Regions from separate parts of the Mus musculus genome. Here all the other regions are linked to region 2. Evidence: chromatin contacts called from public HiChIP or PLAC-seq and promoter capture Hi-C data. All regions are on one chromosome and are shown on one strand. The core of a region is the stretch at or near the end of the contact, and the rest is flanking DNA. Distances in the headings are between cores, read along the strand shown. Region 1 holds the start of Acp5 (acid phosphatase 5, tartrate resistant). Region 2 holds the start of Rp9 (retinitis pigmentosa 9 (human)). Region 3 holds the start of Cnn1 (calponin 1).

Region 1 (3,588 bases), core at 383-2,882, 340 kb before region 2:
TGCCTATAAACTCAGGCACTACCATGGAGGTGGAGCAACTGGACCAGAAGTTCAAGGCCAGCCTCAGCTACATTGGGAAGTTTGAAAAATGGAAACAGAAAGTCTGAGATAAAGACATAAGACCGGTCTTAAGACACACACACACACACACACACACACACACACACACCCTAGCCATCTACAGCCGTCAGTTCCACAGACACACCAGTAGCAATTGGGCCTGCAAGGAGCTGAGGAGCTGGGAAGGTGGCCCCCACAGGCCTCTTCCACCTCGCTCCTCTGACACTTACCCTGGAGGAAGCACAGGTGGTCAGAGAGGCTGCAAGAGGCAGTTAAGCTCCTGGACCAAAAGCGGTGATCACCGAGTCTTTATTCTCTGGGGCAGAAGTGCATCATTGGGAAAGATGATGCATTTTCTCCGAGGATTGTCCAGAAGCCCTCCCCTTGGGTCATGTGAGCACTGGACTTCCCCAGAACTGGAAATGGGGCTGGGGCGGGGGCACCCAGGCCAGACTGAGCCGTGAAAAGTTTCTCGAAGCCAGCACAGTCAGCCAGGGTCTGATGGTAATGTGTACTGGGCATCTGTAGGTCCCGAGTTTGACTGTTCACTGCACTGAGGCTGTTCTAGGCTGAACGTCTGTGTTTTCACACCCTTGGCTGTCTGTAACTCGCTGTCACTTTTTCTGGGTGGGTGTCTCGACTCTAGCATGGGAACCTCAGTGGCTTGCCTGTGACATACACTCCAATTATTTTTTTTTTTTTGTTTTTGTTTTGAGACAGTGTCTCAAGAAGCCCAGGCTATCCCTAACTTCCTCCCTGGGTAGCCAAAGATGAGCCACTTCCAAGTGTTGGAATTACAGGCCTAAATAATTCCTCTGTGGCGCCCATGTAACAGCCCCCTGTCTCCTCTGTGTTTTGTAAGTCCTAGTGCAAATTGTGTATCTGGAGTCATCTAAGTGTGGGACTGTCTCCGAGTTCCCCCTCGCCATCATAAACAGCAGCAATAACTGCCTTTTCCAGGAAGTTCTGTCCACACTCTTCCATGGCCTTTCCCACACCCGGTTTCCAGCCTAAGGAACTTCCAGAAGGCACACACCACGTGGCTGGCTGTAGCCTTTTGACCTTGGCACCTACAGCAGTCAGCTGCAGGCTGTTTCGACCGCAGAGCCCAGCGCTGTGGTGGGTGTGGCCAGCTTCCCACCTCCTCCCCTCCCTCCTTAACTTCACAAGCCGCCCAATCTTTCCAGACTCCTTCCTTGAACACTCACCACCAACCCCTCCGGTCCCTGCAAGCTCGGATTCTGGAATCTCTCGTTCCGTGCTTTGCATAAAGGCTCAGAGAGGGTCAGCGACTCACCCCAGGTCACCCAGCGAAGAGTTTGCCTTGCATTCCCCACTCGCACCTCTCAGTAGAGGCGAACAGGAAGGAAGTGGGGTGGCCCCAACAGACAGAGACCCCCTCCCCCGTGGGAGGCAGAGCAAGGGCCTGGCGGGCGAGTCTCACCTTGGCGGTGGGTCCAGGACAAGCTGTGCTACCCAACTGAGCTGCGGATTCGCGGCGGGTCGCTCCGGGCTGCACGAGTTGGGAAGAGGCGGCGCGGGCCAGCCTTCGCCCACGGCTCCCTGCCTGCCCTACAGAGTCCAGAGTTGCAGAGGGCGGGTGCCTCGGTTTCCCCGCCCCAATCCTGCCTCAGCCATTACCTGGCGCCTCGCCTCCAAGGTTCAGAGTCCCAGGAGTTAAGGGAGACCCGGGACCTGATTTCAATACCACCTGCCTTCGACTTTTGGGGTGCTCACAGCCTCTGGTGGCCGCGCAGGGGAGGTCCAGCCCCGGACTGAGCCAGGCTCGGTCTCCCGGTCTTTAAAATGGGTGAGAAGATACCAGGCTGGTGGCAGGTCAGCGGTGGAGGGCTTGCTTGGCCCCAGAGCGGCTCGGGTTCCATCCCAGCAGTGGGTTTGGGGCGCGCGGGGGGGCGGAGGAGGGGATTTGACTGAGCTATCTGTGCCAGATAACAGCCACCTGTAAAACAGGCCTTCAAGATTGATCGGGAGAGAAGGAATTTAGGCAGAGAGGGACCCAGAGGGGCGGAGCAAAGCCATCCTCTTCCGCACACTGCAGGTCTTTCCTGTTATTTCAAACAAGAAATTTTGCCGGTTTGCAGGGAGGCTGGGGTGTGACTCAGTTGGTAGAGTGCGTGCCAACACGTACGAAGCCCTAGGTCACAGACGCAGGCCGGTATACACCAGGTGCGCAGTGTAACCCTGGGCCGTGGAGGTCAGAGGGTCAAGAGTTCATGATAAATCTCAGCTCCATAGCAAGTTCAAGACCTGAGACTGTCTCATTCATAAATAAATAGGTTGTCCTTAGAATTCCACAAAATAAAGCTGGGCCAGAATGGGACTCACTTCTTTAATCCCATCACTCGAGAGGCGGAAGCAGATCTCTGAGTTAAAAGGCGGCCTGATCTATATAGCAAGTTCCAGGATATCCACAGCTACACAGAGAAACCCTGTCTCTAAAACCAAAACAAAACCTAAACAGAACAACAAAGGAATCCCAAAGAATAAAGTCTGGCGATGGGCCTTCGAGATGGCTCAGAGCGGCACTTTCTGGCAAGACTTGAGAGCCTGAGTTCCATCAGGTTTCCGGAAGGAGAGCACCGGCTCCCAAAAGTTGTCCTCTGACCTCCACATCCGGGTTGTTGCCCTACCAATAATAAGTAAGTAAATAAATGTAATAAAGATTTAAAGAGTCCTGGTGTGGTAGATCATGTCTGTTAATGGCAGGAGGATTGGAGTGAGTTTGAGACAACTGGGCTAAATAGGGAGGACTGGGTCAGCCTGGGCTAAAGTGTGAGATCCTGTCTAAAAAATACACTTCCCCAAAAAATGAATTCCTGAGAAAAAGAACATAATCCCAGGGGTTGCTATCTTTCACATGCCCAGTGCACTCATAACTGTACACTGCTCCAGTGGTTATCTCTCACATAGCCCAGTGCACTCATAACTGTACACTGCTCTTGCAGAGGACCAGGTTTGGTTCCCAGGACACATGCGGGGAGGCTCACAACTGCCTGTAACTTCAGCTCCAGGTCAACTGATGCCTCTGCAGGCCTCCGAAGGCACCTGCACTTGTGTGCATATAGACTCACACAGGCACCTGCACAAGTGAAAAGAATAAATAAATCTACACACTCCTAGAGACCTGCCGGTAGTTAACAGGTACCGAAGGATGGAGAGGCAGTTTCTTCAGTGGTGAGATTCCCATGCTCCTGTAAGCAAGCCTTAGGAAACTCACGCGCACACACACACACACAGTGCGCACATGCGTGCATGCACGCGCACACACACACACACACACACACACGCACACAGTGCGCACATGCGTGCATGCATGCACGCACACACACACACACACACACAGTGCGCACATGCGTGCATGCATGCACACACACACACACACACACACACATGTTCACAATCACTACACAATCACACAACGCCATGGAAGCAGAGAGGATTGGGAAGACCTTTGCAGGGGAGCCTGAGATTGTCCCTGGAGCCCATGTCAAAGCGGAGGGAGAGAAA
Region 2 (3,522 bases), core at 319-2,818:
TCTTTTTAAAAAATGTTCAATTTTTTTTTTTTTGGTTAGGATCAAATTTGCAACAATTTCTGAAATGGCCCTAAACATACTCCTACTATTATCGTATATTCTATGTACTTATGCATAGTGACAGTGGTGTGAAAGCTTCAACAATTATAAAATCAAAATATAAAATCATTCTGAAAAATGTTGAAGATGTTCTACATCCTTCATCATTCAAATATGCAGCCAAGATTAAATTGTGTAAAAATAAACAAGTAATCTATCTCATTAGTATTCAATTTTGCTTTTGTTTTTAATCAATGGTAAAACTGCATATATAAGAACTGCTTTAAACACATTTCCTTATGTCTTATTATCAGTAAGTGTTTGACTTGTATCCCCTATTTTACATACCCATACTCATGCAGTAGTGTGAAAATTTCCTAGGTGAAGGAGGTCACATGTAGAGAAATTTAATTTAAGAGGGCGCTCTAGTCTAAGGTGGGAGGCTCATGAGCCCTTCCTTGTCTTAGACACGAACAGGATGCCTGGGGTTGTGGGCATATAAGAGGGAAAACTCCATACTGAAACACCATCACTGAAAGAAGAAAATAACACACAAACAATGTGCCAGTGATGTGTCAAGCATAGATAAAATGATCAAAGGTGGCGGGCAGGTGAGGTAATATGCAGGCGCGCGCGCGCGCACACACACACACACACACACCACACACACACACACACACACACACACACACACGGAGACTTGTTTGCATAAGATACACACAGGGAAACTTGTCTTCAAACACACACACGAAATGTCTGCATAACAAACATCTTCTACAGTCTCCTACAATGTCCTGTCCTCACCACGCTCAGCGTCCCCAAACCTCTCCTCCCCGGTTCTGACTTTTACCTCGGTTTAGTTTGTGGACGGGAGGCCCGCCACCTTCCCTCACCTACATGCGACTCTACACTACAGTCGTCGCAGGTCATCGGGCTCCACCCTCAGGCCCGGCTGCGGGTCCGCTGCCTTCCCGCGCGTCTCCCGCAGTTTCCACCCTGAGCTTCCCGCCGATGCCGTCCGTGGTAGTGGACAGAGGCTGGCGTCCTTCGACCCCCAGGGGCTCCGAGCTCGGCTTCCGGACGCGTCAACTGCCATTGCCACGGTCGCCGTGGCGGGGACAGTGGCCGGCCTCCCTCCTCGCGTCCTTCCGCCGCCCTCGAGCAGAGGGAGCCGGGGGCTCGCCAGGCCGCGACGCCCACCCGTCGGCGGCGGCCCGCACCGCCCGCACCCGGCCCAGCCGACTCACAAGGACTCCAGGTGCTTGAGCTGCTGCAGCTGCTGCGCGTCGTGCCGCCGCCGTTTCTGCTCCCGCCGCCGCTGCAGCTCGTGCTCCGGCGGCTCCCGCGGCCGCCGAGACCCGGCCCCGGACGACATCGCGACCCGAGGCGGGCTTAGAAGGTGGAAAGTCGCCTCTTCCTCCCCGCAGCGCAACCCCACCAACGTCCCACCGGCCCGTGCCGCAGAACGCCGACAGGGAACGTGCAGCCAGGCCCCCGCGGCCCTGAGGCCTGCGGGAACCTTAGCTGAGAGGGGCGGGGCGGGCCGGGGCGGGGCGAAGGCGGGCGGGGCCCGAGGGCTTCCGGGTGCTCCAAGTCGCCTGCAGGCCACACCCACTTCTGCGACTCGTTGCTTTCTATTTTTTTTTTTTTTTTATATTATGAAGGTTTTAAGTATTTGTGGGTGGGCAAGGTGTCAAAGGTCTTTAATATCAGCACGCAGGAGGCAGAAACACTGACCTGTGAGTACGAGGTCAAGCTAGTAAAGTCAGAGACCTGGGGAGATCCTGTTACAAAGGAAAAAGAGAAAAGATTTTATTTCTACGTATATATTTGGGGTGGTGGTGCAGGGGTGGAGTTCGGTAGTTGCCCAGAATTCAGAAGAGGACGATGGCTCTCTAGAATTGGAACTGTGGGCTATATGAGCCACCCTATGCTGGGAACCGAACTCTGGTTCTCTGCAAAAGCAGTATGGCCTTCTAAACTAAAAGCCTTTTGGCTGCTACTTGTTACCTATGGATTCATCCATTCTGGGAAGAAAACAACGTTCTCTATAAAATCTTCAGTTTCCCAGACTATGCGAATTCGTAGTAAAAACACAGACCAATATATTCATAATATTTTATACCAAGATTTTTGGTGATGCAAATAAAAAATAAAAGCAGACACACAGTATCCTGCAGAGGAGCATCCTTTTTTAAAACTTGCTCTTCCTCCTTTGCTCCTATAAGCGGTGTCTCAGGCCGGAAGCTCCACTCGGAGCGTTCCAAGTTAGGTCTCTACACTTATCCAAAGGTAGCAAAGAGGAACGACCGAGAAAAAGAAAGAAAGGTATTAGGCTGGCATTTTGGTACTCAGCAGAGGCAGGCAGTTCTCTATGAGTTCAATCTGGTCTGTGCTGCTAAATCTTTTTTGTTTGCTTGTTTTATTTATTTATTATTATTATTATTATTATTATTATTATTATTATTATTATTATTATTTTGGTTTTTCGAGTCAGGGTGTAGCCCTGGTTGTCCTGGAACTCACTCTGTAGACCCGGCTGGCTTCGAACTCAGAAATCCGCCTGCCTCTTCCTCCCAAGTGCCTGGATTAAAGGTGTGCACCACCTGCTGCTAATTCTACCAGCCATAAGCAGAGCCTGACTCCCAGTGCGGGAGGGGCAACAAAAGGATACTAATCACTGTGGCCCACACTGAGAAAATAGAGATGAGTTTCACAGCCTATTTCCAGATAACTGGCACGAGGTTTTAGGATGTAAGGAGGGGAAGATTTGAGGCAGGGATCAGCTACCAACAATTAAATATTGGTCAAACCATGTTATGATTGGTTATTTCAATCATTGTCTTGCAAGGTAGTCACATATACCTCATTACTTGAGGGGACAATCTGTTTCCCATGAAGGTGACTGCTCCACTGTGATGGGGTGGGAACTGGGGACAGCTTCCTGGATGATCTCATTCAGAATGATCTGTTTGTGATGCTCTCACCGTTCCTGGACTCTAAAGCTGATGGTTGGGAAGGGGCCTTTTCCCAGGTCTGGAATAGGCCTCTGTAAAATCTGACAGTAAAATACCGTAGTTACTTTTTGTGCCTTAAATATTGGAGAGGGAGCAGATAGACTAGATAAATTCAGGGTTAATCAATCTCATGTCTCCTGTTTTTAGGTAAAACAACCAACTGATTAGGGTCTGAGGCATGCTACGCTACCATTCAATAAGTATCCCAACTTAAATGAAAATAAAAGTAAAATAAAAATGTCTTGGGGTTGAGAGGTGGCTCAGCAGTTAAGAGGGCATGCCATTCTTGCACTGGGCCTGGGATTGGTTCCCATACATACAGCAGCTCACAACTGTGTGTTATTCCAGTTCTGGGAGATCCAGTGCACGCTCTTCTGGCCTCCATGGGCACTGCACACATGTGTATACATTTAGGGGAAATACTCATATACATAAAATAAAAATAATCCTTTGTAAAAGTGTCGAA
Region 3 (3,423 bases), core at 915-3,414, 370 kb before region 2:
GACATGGGGCCAACTGGGGAGAGAAAGACAATCTAATATAAAAAGGGGGAGCAGGGAGGAGGAGTGGTGGGGGACTGGTTGACAGCGTGCCTGGGTGTGGTTGTCCATGATGGACATGTCAGGGCTGGGAGTTGAGGAAGGAGAATCAGGAGTTCAAGGTCATCATTGGCTAGATTGCAAGTTTGATATCAGCCTGAGCCACATTAGACATTGTCTCACTCACCACCTAGAAATGTTAGAATAAACACTTGTATTTCACTCTGTGTGTGTGTGTGTGTGTGTGTGTGTGTATGTGTGTGTGTGTGTATGTGTGTTCATACATATGTGGAGGTCAGGGAACAACTTTCAGATTTCTCCTTCCATCATGGAGGTCCCAGAAATCAAACTCAGGTAGTCAGGCTTGGTGGCAAGTTCCTTCACCTGCCAGGCCACCTCATCAGCCCTTCTGTTCACTGATCTGTTCAGCATCTGGAAGCATCTTCAGTCTACACTGTTTGCTTGCAGTGGACAGTGAGTTATACTTGAAGATTGTCACATGCTGGGTAAGGGCTTGTCACTGAGGCTTGTCCACTGACATGTGTCCCCAACCCATACCAAAAACCAAACTTATTATTATTTATTATTGTTGAGACAGGGTCTTGCCATGCAACTTTGGCTTGTCTGGAACTCCCTGTGATCTGCCTGCCTCTGCCTCCTGAGTGCTGGGATTAATGGTGTGGCCCTCCATGCCTTGCCAGATGTGCCCTTTATATATGGCCAACAAATTGCAGGTTCTAAAGTGCCATTAATGCATAGAAGACTGATGTCATGTCCTTGACATGATGTGGGTGGAGCATCCAACTCCATGGTCCAGATGAGAGCTGTCTAGATCTGTACTTACAGACCAGCCTGATTTGGATAGAGATAGGGGCGTGTTCGTGGCCCAAGACCTGTTAACCTGGCCCCAGGGGCTCAGGTGGCCAGTGAATGGATATTGGAACCAGATCCAGGATATTTCCTTGTTTGTTTTTTCATTTCAAATAGCCCAGACTGGTCTTGAACTCATGTAGCTAAGGATGACCTTGTACTTCTGAGCATCCTGCCTATTCCTCCTGGGTGCTGGGATTACACACACAAATTACCAGGCTTGGTTTATGTGGTCCTGGGGATTGAGCCTAGGGTTTGTGGATGGAAATGCTCTACTAACAAATCTATGTCCTAGCCTCACCCTTTAAAAATGTCTCATTACATGTGTGTGTGTGTGTGTGTGTGTGTGTGTGCGTGCATGTGTGGCTTGTTCTCTCATTCTATTGAGTCCCGGAGTTCAAACTCTAGACATCAAACTTGTTGGTAAACACCTTACCATTTTAAACTAATGTGTGTGTGTGTGTGTGTGTGTGTGTGTGTGTGTGTGTGTGTGTGAGAGAGAGAGAGAGAGAGAGAGAGAGAGAGAGAGTCAGTCTCAAGGCCAGGCTGTGCTGGAATTCTGTGTAGCCCAGGCTGGCCCCAAACTCTCAGGCATCCTTTTGCTTCAGGTTCTCAAGTGCTAGGATTGCAGGCACGGGTCATCTACGAGCTTAGATCTAGGTTCTTTGCTGTTCCAATTCCTTATGAGTGACTGGAGAGGACAGAACTGGGTACTAGATTCTTCAAAGAAATAAAGCTTTGCTGAAGTTCTCCTTTGTGCCAGCTTTCATACTGGGCACCCTGGAGGTGACATTTCCTCCCTGCCCTTTACTGCACCCTTGTGAGGCAAGCACAGTTGTTAGCCCCTCTAGAGATTTGGCAATAGGGTCCCATAGAGGGGAAGGCTCTGTGTAGAGGGTTGGTGAATGGAGGTCTGTCAGATCATCTTGCTATGCTAGGGGCTTGGGTGGGGGTGCAGCGGTTCTGTCTTGGGACTGAAGAAGGAGATCAATGACCTCTGAGATAAGGAGTCTCAGAGACGGGACAGTTGGCATGGGGAGAAGGGTGGAAAAGGGGTGGGCTGTATGAGAACCCCTCTCCCAGAATAAGGCATTCAGCCCCCTAGGTGGAAACAATGACACAGTCAGCTCCCAATACCAAGGCTCTGACATCAGGAGGTGGGGGTGGCCAGAGTATGTGTGGGGTGCCACGCCTCTTGGCAGCCCCCGTGGCCAATGGGACAGGCTTGGAAGAGCCCAGGGCTGGCTTCTGGAGCTTCAAAAACGTGTGAGGAGGGAAGAGGGTGCAGACGGAGGCTCGGCTGCCTGTTGCGCTTGTCTGTGTCATCTGCACCTCTGCTTTGCCAGAGCCCCCTGGCCAGCATGTCTTCTGCACATTTTAACCGAGGTCCTGCCTACGGCTTGTCTGCTGAAGTAAAGAACAAGGTAAGGCTGGAAGGACTGACAAACACCCCGCCGGGACAGAGCCCTGTTCCCCAAAATCCCTCCTACCTGTGTCACGTGTCCTAAGACCTGAGAAGTTAACGGTAGGGGCTGTTTTTCTGTCCTTTCAACACCCCAGAGCCCTCAGTTGCTTCAGGGGTGAAGTGAGGGGACCCCATGATCTATACATAGAAATAATCAGAGTGCTGCAAAGCTTCCGCACCTGCTCAGACTCCTTGGTCAATCTTCTTGTTCCTGGGAGGGATGTAAGGAGAAGGGACAGATCCCTAGCTTTAAAAAAAAAAACCAAAAAACAAAACAAAACTCTGCCGGTCTGCAGAGCTAAAAGATATTGAGAGATAGCATCTTCCTGTCATGGATGGGTAAACTGAGGCTTAGAAAGGAGAAACAAGGATCTAGGGCGCCAGGTAAGGCAAGTGCAAAGCTTTAAACCGTCTCCACAACTAGGTGGGCAAGCCTCTCAGGACAGGGGACTGCACGGAGGGAGAGAGACAGTCCCATTTGACAGAAGGGAACACTGAGGCACTTTCTTTCCAGGGCGAGGAGCAGGGATTGGGACCTGGATCCGGTTAGGGTATCCTAGGGGCTGGAGTTCAGGGAGTGTGGGGGCGGGTGCTCTGCCAGAGACTGATGGCAGCGCCGCCCCCTCCCCCCAGCGCCGGCCCCAGAGTCGCAGAGGAGCCGCCGCGCCTTATAAGGCGGCCTTGGGCAGCCCGGGCCCGCGCTATATAAGGGCCGGTTTGCTTTATAAAGCCGGGCTGGTGAGGAGGGGGGCAGCAGGGCTGGGGCCAGGTAAGGGGCTGCATCCCTCCTCTCCCCATGCAGAAGTGAAGCATCCCTCTATCTCACCGCCACCAGGGTCTGGGAGGCTAGCATGCAGAAGGATTGCAGAAAGGACTTGAAGCAGTCTTGGAGACTGGAGACAGGAGACAGGAGAGCAAGCCAGGAGGGAGATAAGAGCTAAGAGGTTGAGAAAGAGTGTGCAGAATCCCACCCCTACCCGGGAAGATGGGATAAGAGCTGAAGCTAAAAAAAAAAAAAAGCCATGGGTCCCACAGTTCTTCAGACATGGGAC

Evidence for each region. HiChIP or PLAC-seq counts read pairs in DNA pulled down with a chosen protein or histone mark. Capture Hi-C pulls out chosen DNA fragments and counts their contacts.
Region 1: a contact with region 2 is called in a FOXA1 HiChIP or PLAC-seq map of pancreatic cancer cells. The contact joins the promoter of Acp5 here to the promoter of Rp9 in region 2. A contact is called at or near these places in 1 of 39 promoter capture datasets (erythroid cells), 1 of 484 Hi-C or Micro-C datasets (embryonic stem cells), 2 of 115 datasets of contacts at active chromatin or transcription factors (bone marrow-derived macrophages and pancreatic cancer cells) and 2 of 9 other capture datasets (adipose tissue and pancreatic islet).
Region 3: a contact with region 2 is called in a promoter capture Hi-C map of adipose tissue. The contact joins the promoter of Cnn1 here to the promoter of Rp9 in region 2. A contact is called at or near these places in 2 of 39 promoter capture datasets (neural stem cells and pre-B cells) and 2 of 9 other capture datasets (adipose tissue and pancreatic islet).

What each region holds. Positions count from the first base shown.
Region 1 is chr9:22,130,233-22,133,820 of GRCm38.p6, forward strand. It overlaps Acp5 (acid phosphatase 5, tartrate resistant), which reads right to left and starts at 1,633. Exons shown (of 5, transcript NM_001102404.1): 1 at 1,505-1,633.
Region 2 is chr9:22,466,788-22,470,309 of GRCm38.p6, forward strand. It overlaps Rp9 (retinitis pigmentosa 9 (human)), which reads right to left and starts at 1,569. Exons shown (of 6, transcript NM_018739.2): 1 at 1,287-1,569. The coding sequence starts at 1,414.
Region 3 is chr9:22,097,089-22,100,511 of GRCm38.p6, forward strand. Cnn1 (calponin 1) reads left to right here and starts at 2,165. Exons shown (of 7, transcript NM_009922.4): 1 at 2,165-2,330. The coding sequence starts at 2,268.